2 separate regions of the Sus scrofa genome follow, and region 2 is linked to region 1. The links are chromatin contacts, called in public Hi-C maps. All regions are on one chromosome and are shown on one strand. Each heading gives the region's core, a stretch centred on a gene start, on an enhancer-like site or on the middle of the called end of the contact. The rest is flanking DNA. Distances are from core to core; before and after follow the strand shown.

Evidence for each region. Hi-C and Micro-C count contacts between places; a contact is called where the count stands out from the background.
Region 2: a contact with region 1 is called in a Hi-C map of skeletal muscle, with 2.0 times the contacts expected there. The contact joins the promoter of LINC02054 here to the promoter of CHRD in region 1. A contact is called at or near these places in 1 of 5 promoter capture datasets (liver), 6 of 47 Hi-C or Micro-C datasets (embryonic fibroblasts, epiblast stem cells, liver and 2 more) and 1 of 2 datasets of contacts at active chromatin or transcription factors (alveolar macrophages).

What each region holds. Positions count from the first base shown.
Region 1 is chr13:122,263,805-122,270,078 of Sscrofa11.1, forward strand. CHRD (chordin) reads left to right here and starts at 2,828. Exons shown (of 23, transcript XM_021069960.1): 1 at 2,828-5,028; 2 at 5,261-5,364; 3 at 5,831-5,960; 4 at 6,115-6,243. The coding sequence starts at 4,881. It overlaps THPO (thrombopoietin), which reads right to left and starts at 4,056. Exons shown (of 6, transcript XM_005670050.3): 1 at 2,620-4,056; 2 at 935-1,097; 3 at 337-464; 4 at 1-41. The coding sequence starts at 2,853.
Region 2 is chr13:122,316,502-122,322,775 of Sscrofa11.1, forward strand. LINC02054 reads left to right here and starts at 3,487. Exons shown (of 6, transcript XM_021069819.1): 1 at 3,487-3,534; 2 at 3,961-4,098; 3 at 4,100-4,133; 4 at 4,136-4,306. The coding sequence starts at 3,487.

The sequences.
Region 1 (6,274 bases), core at 1,578-4,077:
AGGACAGGTGTGGACAAAGGGTTAATGTCTGGGCACTGGCTCTGTTGAAAAAGATTGGCGGGAAGGTGGTGGAGAGGGTGCTGAAGGAAAGGAGGGTATGGTGGCCCAATGACCAGGATAGGCTCCCATGAGTAATATGGCCAGACTGGAGCTTTCAAAAGAGGGTTTGATTGCCAGCCATAATCCTTGTCAAGAGGTCATGATCGGGAGGTGGTGATCTTACCCAAGACGATATTGGAAGAGTAGAAACTGAATCAGGGAGTGAGAGGAAGTGATGGGAGGGAGGGTATCTCACCGGTTAGGTGGATAGAGGGGAGAGTGCTCGGGGATTCTCACCAGTCTGCCGTGAAGGACATGGGAGTCACGAAGCAGTTTATTTAGGAGTCGGGGGTCACAGGCAGGAGGAGCCGGGCTGGACAGAGTTAGTCTTGGAGTTAGGAGAAGCATGACCACGAGGAGCAATTCTTAGATGAGGAGGTGAGGTTGAAAGGGGTGGATAAGGAAGAAATCATTTGTTGGGCGGTGGTCCAGGAATTCCCCTTTAGGACCCAGACCTGAAATCCAGGGAACCTCCCACTCAAAGGCCCTATCCCTGGGAGATTGGGTGTCCTCGCACCCCCACCCCCACTCCACCCACTGCAGCACATCTCCTTTCTCTTCCCCCTTGACCAACTTCCCATTTGGCCCTAAGCCTCTCAAGGGTGTTTGGAGGCCTATGGAGGTTCCCAGGCTAGGGGTCTAATCGGAGCTGCAGCTGCTGGCTTATTCCAGAGCCACAGCAATGCAGGATCCAAGTCACGTCTGCGACCTACACCACAGCTCAGAGCAACACTGGATCCTTAACCCACTGAGGGAGGCCAGGGATCGAACCTGCGTCCTCATGGATGCTAGTCAGATTTGTTAACCACTGAGCCATGAAGGGAACTCCTCTTACCAGTCAGCTCCATTCTGGCCAGGCTGTCTTGTTGGAATGGCTCCCTGTATGGGGCCTTTCCCCTGAATCCTTCCTGGGGCCATGGAGGCGGCTTGGGCTCTTGTACTTCTGGGCAGAGTGGGTGGAGCACAAGTGGGGTGAGGAAGAGGGTGTAGAATCTATCCTGCAAGTGACAGGAATAAGGAACATTTAATCTAGATTCAAGGAAAAGACTCTGCCTGGATGGGGGAACAGGTGCTGGGGGTGTGAGATGCTGACCAGCCTAGAACTGCTAAAGCTCAGACTGCTCCCCTGTCTTCTTGTGATTGTAGTGTATGGTGTCTCTGGTCTGTCAGGGTTCCTCAATATAATTGAGGGAAGTCTGGTGCCCCTGCCACCTACTGAGAGTGGGGGCGGGGGGGGGGGAATGGGACAGGATATGTACACACACATCTTAATTGGCCTGAGCAACCCCTGTTATCTGGTTGGAGAAAAATCTCGGATGGGGGTAGAGAATGGAAATACTGTGGCACAAGCATGGAGACTGGAAACACGATATAGAAATGGCATAAAGGGCCAGGGTGGGGACCTAGCAAACACGCACAATGTGCTCAGGGGTAGCTTGGGTAGTGGGATTGAGGTGGGGAATTGCAAAAAGTAAAACTGGACTTAAACAAAAAAGGGAGTTCCCTGGTGGTCTAGTGATTAGGATTCAGTTCCCAGACCAGGGTTAGGTTCAATCTCTGGTCTGGGAACTGAGATCTCATATCAAGCCACTGCATGATGACAACGATGACAAACTATGACAAGCCAAAACAAAACAAACTGGATTACTGGAGGTCAGTGATTAAAAGATCTCAACCTTGAGATTAGGAGAAGGTGGTGCAGGGAGAAATTTCTTTCTTTTTCTCTTTACCCCAACACATAAAGCCTCTTGGAATTTTTCTTCACACTCTAAGGTCTGAAATAGTTATCCAAGGTGAAGGGATGGGCCAACAGTCCTGGAACTTCCTTCCTGAAGCCGGTTGCCCAGGAATGAGCACTTGCTGGGTGAGGTGATGTCCGCCTCACAGGGCTTACCCCACCTTAGACACCCACATATCTCTTATAGCCCCCACCTTCCTCCCTGCCCCCTCCGCAGACCCCTTCCGGTTCCTTTGCAAGACCCCCCACATGGCTTCCTCCTCCTTTCACAAGTTGTGCAAAGAGGGCTGCACCTGATTCAATATTGGGATTTCCTGTAGGTCTGTCAACATGCAGGAGCCCTCCTCTCATTACCCTCTCCTGGCTTGCCTGGCCCAGCTTCCCCAGCCCCCAGGATTCTGAACCCCATAAGCTACCTAGGCGTGACTGGGTGAGAATAGGGATAGAGGCTGTGTGCAGCTTGGGGCTGTGTTCCTTAGGCGCGAAAGGTACCTCCTTTCTTATTTCCTCCCTGGGCCCATGTCCCCTTTCCTTTGGGCCAGCCAGGACTGTGCTACAGCAAGTCTGTGGTCACCAAGTCTGTGATCACTCCCTCAGAACCAGCACCCCACCCCCTACCCTGCTCTGGCCTGCTCCTCCCATTCTGGGAAGGCTACACGCTTCTCGACAAAGGTCAGTGCATGTAGGTTCCAGTTTGCCTGCCCCTCCCCCAGCAGAGAGCCCAATTCCTCTCTCCTGTCCTTCCTACTCTCGCTTAACTCCAAATCTTGCTTGCCACTCACCGGGTGGAGAAGGGCTCCAGGACTCAGGTGCAGAGTGGGCAGCCCTCTCGGGAGCGGATGGGTAGGAAGACAGGTGGCGTTGGGGCACAGCCCCTCCAGGGCAGTAGGGTCACACGCTTGCCCAGGCCACTTCTGCCCAATCAGAGCAGGGAGCACCAGACACTGGCGATGGCCCCCGGAAGTGACGCCTTCTCCTCCCACCAGCGCAGGACTTGGAGCCCCCTCCTGGACCATGGTCCACCAGCAGAGCCCAGCTCCTCCACCCACGCACAGCACATGGAGGATTTGAAAAGGGGGGTCTGTCTTTTCCTAGGAGATGGGAAATCTGGGACCTGGCTGGAGGAGGAGATGGAAGGGAAACAGGTTTTTTTTTTCCAGGAGGAATCTGGCAGGACATTTTTGTCCCTGAGGAAGAGGCACAGAGGTCTGGTTTTAGACTGGTGGGTCTTTCAGTTCCTTGCTGTCCAAATTTCTTTTCCCTGGACACCACACCTGCTGTTAAAATCTAGTAGGGCTCTAGCATTCCTGCTTTTCTCTCTGATAACTCTCCTGGGGGGGGGGTCACATCTTATTCCTCCATTATAAGTGGGAATGTGGTATTGCCTGTATTAGAGAAGACCCTGTCAGGGGTCAGTGTTATCAGGAGGAGTTTGGACGGTCTGAGAGGATGTCAAGGTGAGGGGTTTGTGGGCTGGATTAAGCTGGGCTCAGGTGCCCCTCTGCTGGAGCTCAGTGGCTCCAACGGCTAAGCCTGCTTATCTCTGTGCTGGTGCCCTCCTTTGCCTGCCCTTTCTCCCTCTTCCATCTCCTACCACTCCACATGTGACAAGAGGAATAACCAGGCCCATGTGTCCCTGTCTTAGGAAAGACAGCTGCTGAGCCTCCCCCGCAAATACCTCCCACTGGCCCCCCTCTTCCTTTGGCCCTGGCTCTAGTTCCTTTGCTTTCCCCTCCGTCCCAATCTCCCCATAGTCTGTCCTCGGGGGCCTCCTGGCCTGACCTTGTTCTCATGCCCCCTCCCCGTTCTTCCTTAGGCTGTCTCCTGCTCCTCCTCCCAAGGATGGGGCTGTCTGCTAAGGAGTATGGCCTAGATCCCGGAATTCTCCAGTTCAGCCAGACGAGATGCCTCCCAAGATTAGGAAGGAGGGTGCTGGGATGGTTGGGAGGGCGGTGGGAGTGTGGGGGTAGGAGGGGGCTGGGAGGCTGTCATGATCAGAAAACCAAGACAATAGAGGTTGTGGGTGGGGTGGAGAGCCAGAGGGTCCCCTGGGTGATGAAAGAGACTGAGAGAGCATGTCAGGCTGGAGACAGTGATGGTTGGGTGGGCTTGGGCACAGGTAACAGGAGGGAGAGAAACACTGTCACCAGACAGAAAGGGGACACAGTCTGTTTCTGGCTAAGTCCCCATCCTGGGGAACAGTGCAACAGAAAAGATGTCAGAGAAGAGATAGGGACATGGGCTGGGCAGGGAGGGTGGTGTGGGTTTGAGAGGTGTTGTGGGCCCAGAGGCAGGGTAAGATGAGTTGACAGGCCTTTCCTGCACGTTGTCATCCTTAAAGACAATTCTTCATCCTTCCAGCAGGAACTAAGTCCTAGCTCAGTGGCCGGCCCAGGCCTCAGGCCCAGTCTCTGCCCCTCCCTGGCCTGGGACTCCCATCCTGGGCCGGACACGCACCTCCTGGTCCAGCCGCCCTGTGGCCGCCGGCAGCGAAGGGGGGTGCAGACCCGCCTCTCCTCCCCTCTTCGCGCCCCCTGGTCCCTCCCCTCCCATCCCCCTCCGCTCCCCCTCCCCCCTCCGCTCCCCCTTCCCCTACAGCCCCTCCCTCCTCCCCTGCCCGGTCCCAGCCCCTCCCTCCCCTCCCCCACTCGCGATCCGGGCCGCTGTTGCTGGGCCGGACCCCCCGGGCTCAGCCCGGCCCCTCGCCGAGCCGCCGCCGCCGCCCCGTTTGCTGAGGAGGAGGCCCCCGGCCGGGGCGCCGGGCGCGGGGCATAAAACGGGCCAGAGCCGGCGCCCGGGGCACTAGAGTCGCGTACGGCCCGGGTCAGCGCCCGCACGCCCGCGCTCCTCCCGGCCGCTCCTCCTGCCCCGCCCGGCCCGGCGCCGACTCCGCGGCCGCTCGACGAGCCCCTCGCCGCACTGCTCGGGCCCTGGCCCCGGCCCCCTCCCGCCGTACCGCCCCCGACCCGGCCCTCCTCCCGTCTCCCTCCTCCCTCTCCTGCCCCCTCCTCCCTCCCGCCTCCTCAGCTGTCCCGTTCGCGTCATGCCGAGCCTCCTGGCCCCGCCGGCCCCGCTGCTGCTCCTCGGGTTGCTGCTGCTCGGCTCCCGGCTGGCCCGCGGCGCCGGCCCCGAGTCCCTTGCGCTGCCCATCCGGCCCGAGAAGGAGCCGCTGCCTATTCGGGGAGCAGCAGGTAGGTGGGCGCCCCGGGGGAGGCACGGTCTGGGAGTCCGGCTCGGGGCAAGTCCGCGGCCGCCCGGAGGGGGCGCCGGGCGCAGGTGGCTCGGCGCGGCTGGCGGCCCGGAGGGGTGGGCGGGGGCCGCGAGGCGCGTGGTGCCCGAGGCTCCAGGGCCCGGCCCGCAGCGCCCGGGGCGGGCACGCGGTAGGAGCGGGACAGCGGCTGCCAGCCAAGCCCGTCCCCGCAGGCTGCTCCTTCGGCGGGAAGGTCTATGCCTTGGACGAGACGTGGCACCCGGACCTGGGGGAGCCCTTCGGGGTGATGCGCTGCGTGCTGTGCGCCTGCGAGGCGGTGAGTGGACCCAGTGACCGTGGCCAGGGCCCTCACGGGTTGGGGGAGCGCTGGGGTCTTGGGCTGTCGGAGTGGACTTGGAGCTGCTGAAGAAGCCAGTCTGCAGATATTTAGAATATTTTTCTGGCAGAGGAAGAGGGTAGCAAGCGCCTCCTTCAAGTCTCAGGTGTTGCCTATTATTGATCGTCCACTGTGTGTCAGGCTCTTTGCCAGCTCCCTTTCTCTTCTCACTTAACTCCTAGTACAGCCATGCTAGATAAATACCATCGTTACTCCCATTTTCCAGATAGGGACCCTGAAGCCCAGGGAAGTTAAGTAACTTGTCTAGAGTCAGCAGCCTGTAAGTAGCAGAGCAGTCTGATTCCTTGGGGCGATCTTGCCCTGGGACCATGCCTCTTCCTGGCTCACCTTTGAGTCTCACCAGCTGACATATTGCCCTCACTCTTTTCCCATTTTCTGTTAGCAGCCTCAATGGGGTCGTCGCGCGAGGGGCGCGGCGAGAGTCAGCTGCAAGAACATTAAACCTGAGTGCCCAACCCTGGCTTGCGGACAGCCCCGCCAGCTGCCTGGACACTGCTGTCAGACCTGCCCCCCGGGTAAGACCTGCTCCGTGGTGAGGGGAGGGCAGCAGGGTTGCGATGCTTGGACCTGGGCCACGCGGAAGGGGCTGTCGGAGCGCAGCCAAGTGTCCCTCCCAGTGCCCAGCTGAAGCTCCCGTTTCCCAACCCCCCCACCCCCCACCCCGAGCAGAGCGCAGCGGTCTGGAAAAGCAGGCGCCGGGCCTGGCCTTCGAGTATCCGCGGGACCCAGAGCACCGAAGCTACAGCGACCGCGGGGAGCCGGGCGCTGAGGATCGGGCGCGTGGAGACGGCCACACGGGTAGGCAGGGGCTGGCAGGGACTGGGATCTT
Region 2 (6,274 bases), core at 2,237-4,736, 53 kb after region 1:
ATCTGAATGGGCAACTTCATTGATAATCAAGGAAGTAAAAATTTAAAAAAATTTAAAAACAACATGAAATACCATTTCACATCCACCAGATTGGGAAAGTAATTACAAAGGGAGACTACCAGAGTTCCCTGGTGGCCTAGAGGTTAAGGACTCAGTGTTGTCACTGCTGTGGTGCGGTTTGATCCCTGGCCTGGGAACTGCCACATGCCGCAGGCGTGGCCAGAGAATAAAAAAGGGGTGGAGGGCACACTACCCAGTGAATACAAGGGTGTGGAGACAAACTCATAGGCTGCTGGTAGGAGAATAACTGGTACGATCACTTCGAAGGTCTGTTTGGTCGTGTCTGATAAACTTCAGGTGTGCAGGTCCTTCAACCCTGCAATCAACTTCTAGAGAAATCCTCACATGTGCACAAGGAGACAGGGCAAGACGTGTATAGGAATCCATTACAACACTGCTTATATTGGGGAAAGACTAGAAATCATCTACATATTCACCACCATGAGAAGGAATAAATAAATGGAATACTACAGAGCAGTGAAAATGTACATATATAAATATGGAAAAATCTCAAAAACATCATGTTGAGAAAATAATAACTTATAAAATGACATGTAGAGTATGATACATTTTACAAGAAGTTTGAAAACATGGTTATTATATATGGTGTGTATATATATATATGTATATAGTGCAGTATAAACACACAGGGGAAAGATAAGTATCAGAATTTCATAAAGCTAGGTGTTAGGTGCCTAGATGTTAGATGTGTTGATGTCTTTTATTTGCAATATTACAGTAAAAATGTTATAATCCACACCTACATAACTCAGTTCAGACAGAAGGACTCTTGAACTCCTTGTGTGTCCATCTTTCATGACACTGGGGTTGGTGATGGCCACTTGCACTAAGTCCTGAGCTCCCTCAGGGGCACGGTCTTTTTTCCTTTCTATATTCCTAAGGCCTAGCAGAGTGTAGATGTTCAACCTGTGTTTGTTGACTGACTGAATAACTGACTGAATAAACAGAGGGGAATGTGGAAGGAAGAAGGTTAGGAGGAGGATGGGTAGAGAGATTGAGGCCATGCTTCTACTGCCTGTTTCAGACATGGACTGTGGAGAGATGTAGACAAGCTTGAGAAAAGCTGGGAAAATGAGCTATGCTTGTGGAGGCATGATTAGAGGGAGAAGCTGGGGAGGTTTTCTGAGCCTCTACTGGAGGATGGTGATGGTGGAGTCACCGCCTAATATTTTACCTGTTTAAGTAGGAACCCTGAAGGACACATAGGTTTAAGGTGATGATGAGTGTCATTTCAGATGGTGATGTGAGACCTCCAGGTGTAAGTATCCAGCTTGTGCTAAGATATATGGGTCTACAGCTTAGGGGAGATGCTGGAGCTGGAAGTGCCGACTTGTTTGTTACAGGAGAAAGAGGATGAGTCACGTGGCAGTGCATGCGCTTCGCTGGGGCTGCTGGGGCAGCGGCAGTGGCAGATCAACCCTGGGGAGCATCAGTGTTTAAGGACAAAGTGGAAAGAACCCAGGCAAGGAAGCTGAGTCCAGAGAAGGAGAACAGGAGCCACAAGGAGAAAAGTTTCAGGGAAGACAGTTCAGTGGATAAGGAAGAAAAGTCCAGAAGGGTAGAAACTGACTAGGGTCTTTTGAGTTTGGACAAGGAAGGTCATTTGTCTTTGCTGGAGGAGTTTCACCAGGAAAGTAAAGGGCAGGGTCCAATTGCACCAGGTCACGGAGCAATGGGGAAACGGACTGTGAGCCAGTGTGGAAGACTGAATCTCCAAACCCGCTTTCTTCAGATGCCTGGACCTGAAGGGTGGACAGAGATAGGTCAGCAATTTCAGGGTGGATTTGGGGTGGGAACATAGATGACTCTGAATAAACTAGGGGAAGGAATCTGAGGACAGAGAGTGGCTTAAAATATGGGAGAGACAGAGTTCTCATCTTGGCGCAGAGGTTAACAAATCCGACTCGGAACCATGAGGTTGCAGGTTTGATCTCTGCCCTTGCTCAGTGGGTTAAGGATCCGGTGTTGCCGTGAGCTGTGGCGTAGGTTGCAGACTCGGCTTGGATCCCACGTTGCTGTGGCTCTGGTGTATGCCAGCAGCTGCAGCTCTAATTTGACCCCTAGCCTGGGAACCTCCATATGCCGCAGGAGCGGCCCTAGAAAAGGCAAAAAGACAAAAAAAAAGGGCGGGGGGAGAGATAACGAAGGAGTCAAAGTTTTGGCAGAAATGGAGGAATACACAAGTACTAACAGTACTAATTAGTACTGGTGATACTAACACTAGCAAACACTACAGAGCACCTACTAGGTACAGGGGCTCTTCTAAGTGCTAACCATAAATTTAACTCATTTAATCCTCACAACAAGCCTATGAGGTAGGTACTATGATTGCCCCGTTTTACAGATGAGGTAAACTGAGGTACCAAGCGTCAAAACAACTATCATCATTATTATTTACTGAGTACTTTTTGTTTATTTGGGGTATGGCTATTGATGACATGTCTGCAGTGTATTAATAGACCAATTTTACATATTGGGGACAGTAAGAACACAGTAAGAGGCAGTAAGGACACAGAAGGAGAGTCTGCCTTGGGCTCTGGTTTGGAGGGTTGGAGGGAAGGACGAATATGGACACAGAGGTGGGTATAGACATGGGGTGGGTAGAAGGCAACAGGACTTTGAGGCAGTTCAAGACAATGGTTTTGATTTCTGTGGCAAAGTAGAGAAAGAACATTTACTGTGGGAAACGCAGGTGACAGTAAAAGAAAATAAGAATATTTAATTCCAAGCCCTGGCCATGACGACTTCTAACATTTTGTTGTGTTGCCTTCTGGAGTTTTCTCTAAGCATACATATACAGCCATAAATACCTAACAGCAGCAGTCAGTCCTTCCTTCTGCTGGAGAAAATATGAACCAGCAAGCCTGTCAGAATCCAAACTTTGTAACTTTGGACCTACAAGCAGAAGAGTTCGTAGTGTAAGAAGCTAGCCCTGTGACCTCTCCTCCTTGTCCTGAGCAATGTCTCTGCAGCTCTTTAGTTGCACAAGTCCTGCAAAGACCCTCTTCCAGCGTGCAGAGGTTTGAGGCGCTGTGACCTGGAGAAGCCAGGCTGTCTTGCACAATATATTGAAAGGTCATCTTTATAGTAGGGCCACAGAGGTGTACCTCTGCAGACTGTTTTCTGGGAGAAATACTTCAGACCAATGTAGGAATTTAGCTCACCCCTAGTGGCAGAATAATATTCCCATTATGAACTAACTGCATGTAAAAACAAACAAGGTAATATTTATATGCGTTTGTGGTTTTGTTTCAGAGTAGATTGGCTTAGATTAAATGTGTGTGTATGTGTGTCTTCTTCATTGAGCAAGTACCAAAAACCACATTCTGGCCCCTCTGGGATGCCAGAAATTGGGGAATGGGATGGGTGGGGCTTCCTGGAATCACAGAAGGGATCATTCAACAGATGGGTGCCCAGGGAGTGGCCCAGTTGTCTGGGGAAATGATGTACCGGGTATGACAGCTCCCTTTGTATTTGGAGGGTGTAGAAACTGTCCAGCAGATCCTTGAGAGAGGATGCAGGAGAGAAGGAGGCAAGTGGCTCTGACCTTAGGAAATGGAAGATGTTGGACCCTGTAGTGACCCCATGCCTTTGGCTCAGCCTGAGGATAAACAGGAAATTTCTTTGAAAGGGTGGGATCTTGGGACCTACAGGGATCAACGGAGCCAAGAACTCAGACTGCACCTTTTAGTCTTGTCCTCAGAAACACTTGTTCCAGCAAGAACCCTGCTTGTATAAAGATAGGCTCCTGCTTTTCACAGCCTTCACTTACTAATTACTGTAAACATCTCTCCATATAATTAAGTGTTCTATACTGTGGTGTTCAGTGGTCACTTCATTGTGGATGGAACCGGGCTTATTAACTAACGTCCTGTGTAGGAAACACACACCCGACTGGACCTAAGTGGAGGCCAAACTAAGCCCATCCTGGGAGCCGGCCAATGCCATATCCTCCCCCTCCTTTAAGGACCAGCTAAGTCAGTTCCTCCATCTCTCACCTCTCAGCATCTTCCTGTGGTGGTTCTGGACCACCTGTTGCAGTCCCAGTTTGCCTCATTCCCAAGCTCACAGAAGTCATGGAGAAAAGGAGGCCCAAACACATGGAGAAAACAGTGAGGCAAAGACATGGCTGGGATCCCAGCACAGACTTCCTGTCCTCCTGCGGTTGCAGTCTTGGCTGAGCTGAGCTCTTTCCTCACAGTGTTTGGCTTGGATGTTAGACTAGGTGAGTCAGCTCTCCTGACTCACCTCCTCTGCGTCGAAAGTCACACGGAGATGGGGTTGTTGCCAGATCAGTAGAATTATTGATCCTTCCAGGTCCTCTCAGCCTTCTCTCTGAAACTAGGTCCTAGAATGGGTCCTGTGAAGGTGTGGCCTCTTACAGTGACCCCAGGGCCTGGGTGCTGAATGAAGGAAGCACTGGGCCTCGGTGTTATCAGAGTCTTTCCTTGAGCTCAAGGCAGGTGAGCAGGCACATTGCAGACAACCCCAGACACACCTGGTTAGCATCCCAGCCCCATCATTGACTGGTGGGATGACCTCAGCCTTACCTCTTTAGGTCCTCAGAGGTGGGTTTTCCTCATCTTTAAAATGAAAAAAAAAAAAAAAAAAAGATAAGCAATGAGATCCTGCTGTATAGCCCTGGGAACTACATCTAGTCACTTGTGATGGAGCATGATGGAAGATAAGGTGAGAAAAAGAAAATGTATATATATATATGTACGTGTGACTGGGTCACTTCACGGTACAGTAGAAAATTGACAGAACACTGTAAACTAACTATACTGGAAAAAATAAAAATCATTTAAAAATAAAATGAAAAAAATGTTATACAGATAACCTATGAGCGTTCAAAGAGTCAATGCATATAAGTGTAAAAGGACCTTCAACTAAATTTTCTACGGGGCACTAATGTGTGTCATAGATGTGAAAATCCAGCGTGGGATGCCAAGTCACCTTATGGAGACTTTCAGAGGAAATGCCAACATCTGTTCCAAGACTTTGGAAACCTCTTGCCCCTTCTGAGGCTTTGAACAAGTAGGACTAGAGGAGGCAGAAGGATTTTGTGAGGTTTTCCATGAAGAAAGCTGGGCTGGGAATCCCATCTTGAGGGTCGCAGGGGGCTGCTCCCTCACCTCAAACCTAGTGAGGGCGCTGCTCCAAGAGCCTGGCATGTGAGCCTGGGGCCTGGCAGCCTGGGCAATAGTCCCACCTGGGGGATCTGGAAGGTGGGAGGAGGGCCCACTAGCTGCTCTGGTGGGGCTGCTGCCACCCTCCTGGGACACCCCCCACCCCCGGCATTCCCAGAATTTTTTTTTGGGGGGAGGTAGGGGGAATTATGAGAGTTTCTGCAGGACAGAGGTGGGTCTCCCAGCAGAGAGCCTGCCAGGGCTCCATGTCTTGGGTCCTGGGTGGAGGGACCCCACTAGCTGAAGCTTGCTGCTGAGGACGGGGTTGCAGGTGACCACTTGAAATGAGACTGGGCTTGAGAGAGAACACTGGGAGAAAGAGGCTGAGTGGGGAAACTGTGGAGGGGCATTAAAGTGCTCCAGGAGAAAGAGGCAGACTTTAACATCTGCCTGGCAAGGAAGCCTGAAGTCAGCCGCCAGCTGCTGCTGCCCCTTCATCGCCTGCTCCCACAGAGTGGCAGAGTCGTAACCATGGCAACTGGCTGGGGAGGCCCAGTGGAAAAGGAGAGAAGAAGCCAACCCCTCTCCCCTGTCTCCACTGTGGGGTCCAGCTGGGCAGGCCCAGGCTGGGGGAAGAGAGAGGATTTAAGGTAAAAAGAAGTTCAGAGTTTTGATGACTACCTTGCATTAGCATTCCAGTTACTGAATTGAGACTGTGTTTGTATCCCAAAGTGACCACGGACACTTTTCTAAAAATGAGCAGAAAATCTCGGGCCTGCTGAAGATGTCATTCCAGAAGCGTTTCCTCCTGGAACACTGTTGCTGCAAGGAAACAGCACACGGGTTACTGAGGGTTCCAAACACAGCTTTTAGCAGCTGACACACAAGGACTTTCTCCCCTATTGGTCGGCTCTGGTTTACAGCCCACTTTTGCCCTGGCATATTTTCCTCCAGCTCATATGTTATGCCTGAAGCATGTTGTCTGAATGTCAAGGCCAAGATCTGTGGGCAAAAGCCATTTCTTGGAGTTTCCGTTGTGGCTCAGCAGAAATGAACCTGACTAG